2 separate regions of the Arachis hypogaea genome follow, and region 2 is linked to region 1. Evidence: chromatin contacts called from public Hi-C data. All regions are on one chromosome and are shown on one strand. Each heading gives the region's core, a stretch centred on a gene start, on an enhancer-like site or on the middle of the called end of the contact. The rest is flanking DNA. Distances are from core to core; before and after follow the strand shown.

Region 1 (3,578 bases), core at 621-3,120:
GACAGGGGACTGTTATGTCTGACAGAAAAAAATGGTGAAATTTGATATGGGTATTTTTCTTTTAGACTAAAATGTGTGCTTTTAAAATCTTTAGGGCATAGTTATCAAAACCGAACCGGTGATCGAACCGGTCAATCTACTGGATCACTGGTTCAACCGGTGGATCATTGGTTCAACCAGTTAACCCAGTCCCACATAAGTAAAACATATAAAATAGCTAAAAACTTAAAAATTAAAATTTAAAAAACATATCTCCAATAACATTTTAATAAACATTAAGTCTCAAATCTTAAAAATAAGTAACATGAAAATAAAAATATTAAGTCTTAAATCCTAAAACATTAAATCTCAAATCCTAAACATTGACTCTCAAATCCCAAACATATCTCAATTTAACACAATGAAAATAATAATCCATGGATTATATCCAAGGAGTAATTTCAAAGTTTGGATATCTTTCTTCATCTGACAAATCTGGAGCTACATCCTGATTGGTTTCATTCTGATTTGTATTTTCCACAGAATTATTATTAGTTTCATCACCATCTTGATCATCTTCCAAATTCAATTGATCTAGCATTTCAATAATGTTTCACAAATCATAATCAATAATAAGGCAAAACATTTGGTTAAAGCATTACAAAATCATCCCTAACAAAAACATACCCAAATCATCTAAAGTTGATTGAAGAGACATATTTGCAAGATCATTCCGTAAAGTATCAACTTCTTCAGGAGTTAAAAATGATGGTGAATCTTCCATTATCTATTTCGAATGATCCTCAAATGCATCAAGACAAATTGGATCATAACTTTGCTTTCTCATTCGGTTCCTATAGTATCAATTAACTTCGATTCCAGCAACCTTCCAGTAGCAACGTAATTTGTAGCATTATCCGTCACTACATGTATAACATTCTCAGGACCAACAAATAATACAACATCCCTAAGCAACTTAAACAAAGTATCAGCAGTTTTTGAGACATGAGAAGTATCAACTAACTTTAGAAAAATAGTTCCTTTAGGGCAATAAATCAAGAAATTAATTAAGGTATGCCTACAACGATCAGTCCATCCATCGACCATGATAGTACATCCAGTTTGTTTCCAAATTTTACGATAATCTTCAATCATTTTCTTTACATCTTCAACCAATTTACTCAACAAATATCCGTGAACTCTTCCATAATTTGGCCCTTTATATCCTGCACCCATGTTTGCAATAGCATCGATCATCGACTGATAATAAGCTAAATTAACCGCATTAAATGGCACAGAGGCATCCATCATCCATCTCACAATAGCAATATCACACTTCTTCACAATTTCTTTGCTTTGGAGAACTCTTTTGATAATTGGTTGAGCTCCAGGTGTTGCTGCTAATGGAAAAAAAAGATTGTAATCCCTTGAGTTGTTTTCCTTTTCTAGAGCTAGGTGCTGGAAGCCTTGATTTTTATTATTGTCACATATTATTACGTTCAATCTCATCAAATTCTCTTTCAACTTCATCACAAGAATTATAAATTTCTGCATATTCTTCTTGAGTTTTTCTTTTCTTGGTTCGAAGATCTTCATTATTTTGGTTGAATTGGTGTCTCACTACAGTTGGCACCTTTCGACATGCCTCAATATCTCCGCCTTTTCCAGCCAAATGATGCTTAACCCGGTTAATTCCTCTACCCCTAATAAGCTTCTCGCAATAAATACATAACAGAACTGGTTTTCCTTTATCCATAACTTGTTTATAATGGCCGCATACAGGATCAATTTTTCCTCTATTACTATTCTTTTGGGTTCTAATTGTTGCATCAAGAGTTGATCCTTGTTCTTGGAAAGTTGGTGTTTCTGATGGTGCATTTGATAAAGCCATCCTAAATTCCTAATCAACCAGAACTAAGTGACTAATCTACAGGAATAATATACAACAATAATCTACTAACTTACTAAGAATAATATACAACAGCAACCAACATATATAACAGATAATCAACAATCAACAATCTAACAACAATAGATAATCAATGTAAGAACCGAAATAAATGCTTTAATAAAATAATAATTTAACTGCCCAGAATTAGGAGTGTTCATGGGTCGGGTGAAACCGGGTTTGATGTGACCCAGACCCGACCCGAAATATACACCGGGCCTATTTATTAGACCTGAACCCGGCCTTAGACCCGATGAAACCTATATACTTTCGAGCCACGATTATACCGGGTAAAAACCGGGTGAAAACCGGGCCCTTAACATTACATTACCTTGATACTTTCTTATAAGCTAGCATGTGAAAATATCCAAATTTTCAAGACTCCAACCATTATTTGACATGGTAAAATTCATTTAGAAAAATATAACAAGAACCAACTCTTCTCTAAAATTAAAGCATATCCATAATCAATACTAATATTGTCTAATAACACCAAATATTTAAATCAATACAAATAATATAATATTATGCATTTGTCTAAAATCTTATACATTTTAAACATAAAACATTAACATATAGTCTTATAATAACTAATAAAACAAACATTAAGGTTTACAATACTTAAATTTCACATAAGAATAGCTATCATCCATCACTAATAACACAAAATATTAATTGTGTATGATGACCGGGCCACCGGGTCGAGTTCGGGTGACCCGAGCCATGGCCCAGACCCGACCCAAAATAATGACCGGGTCTATTTTTGAGACCCTTACCCGGCCCTAGACCCGGTGAAATCACACCAAATTAGCCCCTAAAGTGTTCGGGACCGGGCCGAGTCTTCGGGCCGGGCTGAGCCATGCACACCCCTACCCGGAATAGGTTCAAAAATATAGAAATGATATTTTGAAAATAAAAAGATGAAATTTGAATTCAATGAATTTTTCTAAGTGGGAAAATGTATCTTTTACGGAGAATTTTTGTAAAAATGCGTACCGACACTTAAGCCGATAGTACCTACTATAGTCTGACCATAACCGCGTATTGAGAAAAATAAGATTTTAAAAATTGAATTTATTGTTTTGAAAGAATAAAAATAATTTAGAATTAAAAACCGAGCACTAATTTTAAAGATTTTGGCCCAAAGTGGACCAAACGGATCTAAAATGCTAACGGGTTGGACCGGGCCCAAGTTGGGCCAACATATATGAATGCCAATTAATGAGAATTCAGCTCATTTTACCCTAGAAACAAAGAAAGGGGGCACTGAAGTGAAGAGAGGAAGAGAGAATGAGATTTCACTATTAACTCCTCCTTCATTTGGCCATAACTTGAGTTACAGAGCTCTGTTTGACAAGCCGTTTACGGTCACGCAAAGCTCTCACCGAGCCCGTCATTTCTAACTAAGCTTTGCTGGTAAGAACTCGCATCTCCTACTCCAGTTTTCTGCCCTAAGTAATTTTGCATTTTACGTTTGGTTTTTGAGTAGATTTTGTGATTTTGGTTGTTTATGGGTGATCTAGCATTGGAATATTGTTGGACTTTCTCCTAATATTGTTGGATAAGGTAAGTCTCTTCAAACCCTTGTGTTTAGTTATTTTGTGAACCTTCGATTTGATGTCGGTATGTTGTATAATGTTAGATTGAGTTT
Region 2 (3,578 bases), core at 439-2,938, 150 kb before region 1:
CTTGGCTTTTGCAGGTGGACGAGTACCGCACCTGAATTTCTCCAGGCTTCAATCTTTTCTTGACAGGAAAAGGGAAAAGGGTGTAACTACCTCTGCTGCTCAGAATGTTGATGAAGGGGGTGCTGCTTTTTCGACTGCGCAACCTGTTTCTTCAAAAAGAAAAAGAGGGGTGGCTGATGATTCATTGGAGGTGCTATCCGAAGAAGATAGGGAGGTGGCCGAGGTTTCTACTACTGTTTTTGATCGCCAGTGCAAGCTTCATGGGTTTATTCCTGGGGCAAATGCCCATTCTTTGTGGAGCGACCAATTTCCCTTGGCCGAGCTCTCTGATAGAGCTTCCCAGTTTCCTGGGGATATGCTGCTTACTCGACGTGTGGGTCTGGAAGCTTTAGGCAAATATGTTCAGGTAAACTTTTGTGTCTGTCCTGTTCTTGTCTGTTTTGCTGGTTCTGCTTGTTTGTTTTAATGCTGGGTTTGGTCAGGTTGTTGCTTCTCGTTTGCTGTGCGTCGGGCGTACTACTAAATTGCTTGGGGCTGAAAGGCAGGCTGAGGCTGATAAAATTGCTACTTTGGAATGTTTGGTGAAAGAAAAAGAGAGAGCCATTACTGATATGACAGCGAAAATGAAGGAGAAAGAAAGGTTGGTCTCTGATGCGGCTGCTAAGCTGGAGGAGAAGGGACGAGAAGTTGCTCGCCTTCAGGACCAGATTCGATCTTTTCAAGCCGAGATTAGGGACAATGATAAGACAAAAGGTGAGATGACTGCTCGAATTCATGAGCTTGAGGACCAAGGTATTGAGATGTTCACCTCAGGCTTTGATCGGGCCGTTGCTCAAGTGTCATTATTTGATTCTGGATTCGATGTTCGTCAGCTCGATGTGACGAAGATAGTCGTTAATGGGGAGTTGGTTCAGGACGAGGCTGGTGAAGATCATGATGAGAACGTGCCTCCTCCTGTTTGAAAGAAATTTTTAATATTTGCCTTTAGTAAGTAGTTTGGACTTGTATGTTTTTTGAAAGACTTGTTGGTTTTTATTCCGACTTTATCGACTGTATCTCTGATGTATAGTGTCGGAGTTTGCTTTTGCGAATAGTTTATGACTACAGCGTTTTATTGCTGCTTTGTATATCCATGTATGGGGAAATGTATGATTTTATTCAGATGAATTTGTCCCTCATGTTCGAGGTGTGCAGGATGGTCGGCCTCGTTAAAACCTACCCGAGTAAACCCTCCTTAGGGAAAAAACCTCGTGGTTAGGAAAAAAGAGTACCTCACCATCCTGTGTGTTACAATATTGTGATCAACTATAGTAGTATTTGAGTGATGAGATGTTCCATGTGTTTGGTAATGCTGTCCCATTCAATGCTTCTAGACGATAAGCTCCTCTTCCGACCACTTTAGTGATTCGAAAAGGTCCTTCCCATGTCGCTGCTAATTTTCCATGGCCTGGTGGTTTCCGAACATCTTCTATCTGTCTGAGCACTAGATCTCCCTCCTGGAGGGTCCTCGGTCTCACTCTCTTGTCGTACTGACGTTTCATAGCTAGTTGCATTGATTTTTGCCTTAGCTTCGTGAGATTGCGTTCTTCATCGATGATGTCAAGCTCGGCAAGCCGAATTTGTTCGTTAGCACTTTCGTTGAAATGCTCGGTCCTGGTTGACCCTTGACTGATTTCCAAAGGGATCATGCATTCTGATCCGTATACTAAGCGGAAAGGACTTTCTTTAGTTGTTGATTGCGGAGTTGTGTTGTAACTCCATAGTATCTCTGGTATTAGCTCGGCCCAGCGACCTTTAACCTCGGTTAGTTTTTTGTTAGGGCCTGCAAAATTATTTTGTTAGCCGCCTCTGCGAGCCCGTTGGTCTGTGGGTGCTCAACAGAGGAGAAATAATGTCTAATATTCATGTTAGTTAAAAATGATGCAATCTTTTTATCAGTAAATTGCCTACCATTATCAGAGATAATTTCACGTGGTATGCCATATCTACAAATGATAAATTTCCAAATAAACTTTTGTACCTTATCCGAGGTTATTTTTGCAAGTGGTTGCGCTTCTACCCACTTTGTAAAGTAGTCAATGGCTACCAAAAGGAACTTTACCTGGCCTGGCGCTATGGGAAATGGTCCGAGGATGTCCATGCCCCACTTGTGGAATGGCCAAGTTGCATTCGATGTATGTAACGCCTCAGCTAGGTTGTGTATCAGTGGCGAGCATTTTTGACATGATTCGCATTTTTTGACCTTGTCTGTGCAGTCCGACCTTAAGGTCGGCCAATAATATTCCGCACGTAAGATCTTTGTTGTCAAGCTTCTGCTTCCGATATGATGTCCGCAAATACCCTCGTGGACTTCTTCTATTGTTAATCTGGTGTCTTCTCCTGCAAGACATTTAAGCAGAGGTCGGGAAAAACCACGTTTGTATAGGTCATTTCCGATTAGGGTGAACTGGGTTGCTTTCCGTTTAAAAGATCTCGGATCACCATTTGGTACGATTTCCGTCTTCAGGTAGTGTATTATTGGCGTTCGCCAGTCTTCATCCTGTGACAAATTTAAGACATACTGCAAATCTAGGCTAGGTTTTGTTAGTGTGAGATGTACCAAACTTTCTGATTGCTGATCTTCTCTATGTGTTGCTAACTTAGATAATATGTCTGCCCTAGAGTTTTGTTCCCGTGGTATATGTGTTATTTCAAATTTTTGAAAACCTTGTATCATGTCCTTAGCAATATGTAGGTATTTTTATAAGAGTGTATCTTTGGTTTGGAAATTACCGGTTACCTGCTGAACTATGAGTAGGGAATCACAGTATACCTGCAAGCTCGGCACGTGTACCTCTTTCGCGAGTCTTAGTCCTGCCAATAGCGCCTCATACTCGGCTTGATTATTTGTCGCTTGAAATTGGAATTTGATTGACTGTTCGGCATATACACCTTGGTTGTCTTTTAGTAGAATTCCTGCTCCGCATCCGTTGTCATTGGACGCTCCGTCCACATACAATTCCCATGGTTTTATTTCTTCTACTTCATTGGTGAATTCTGAGATGAAATCGGCCAGAGCTTGGGCCTTGGGGGATCCTCTGGACTGATATGTGATGTCAAATTCAGAGAGTTCTACCGACCATTTGGTTAGCCTTCCTGCCAGGTCGGGCTTGGCTAGGATCTGCCGGAGCGGTTGATTGGTCCGAACTATAATTCGGTACCCCTGGAAGTAATGCCGAAGTTTTCGAGCTGTGATGATTAGTCCATATGCTAATTTTTCTATCGTCGGGTACCTTGTTTCAGCGCCCTGTAGGACTTTACTTATGAAATATACTGGGTGTTGTTCTTTGTTGTCATCTGTTACAAGTACCGAACTGATTGTGTTAGTGGAAATTGAAAGAAATAGGTGTAAGGACTTGCCTCGTTCTGGCTTTTTCAATATGGGCGGTGATCCCAAGGTGTTTTTGAATTTGGTAAAAGCTTCTTCGCATTCTTTCGTCCAGACAAATTCGTCCGACTTCTTTAAGGTGTTAAAGAAGTGGTATGACTTTTCCGCTGCTGCTGGCAAGAACCGAGAAAGAGCTGCCAGCCGACTAGTG

What was found. A called contact is a pair of places that touch in the nucleus more often than the background predicts.
Region 2: a contact with region 1 is called in a Hi-C map of leaf, with 3 times the contacts expected there. The contact joins the promoter of LOC140180662 here to the promoter of LOC112763568 in region 1. A contact is called at or near these places in 2 of 8 Hi-C or Micro-C datasets (both in leaf).

The regions. Positions count from the first base shown.
Region 1 is chr17:101,838,202-101,841,779 of arahy.Tifrunner.gnm2.J5K5, reverse strand. It overlaps LOC112763568, which reads right to left and starts at 1,870. Exons shown (of 2, transcript XM_025809208.1): 1 at 1,477-1,870; 2 at 823-1,376. The coding sequence starts at 1,870. The coding sequence ends at 823.
Region 2 is chr17:101,986,147-101,989,724 of arahy.Tifrunner.gnm2.J5K5, reverse strand. It overlaps LOC140180662, which reads right to left and starts at 1,688. Exons shown (of 1, transcript XM_072221928.1): 1 at 1,302-1,688. The coding sequence starts at 1,688. The coding sequence ends at 1,302.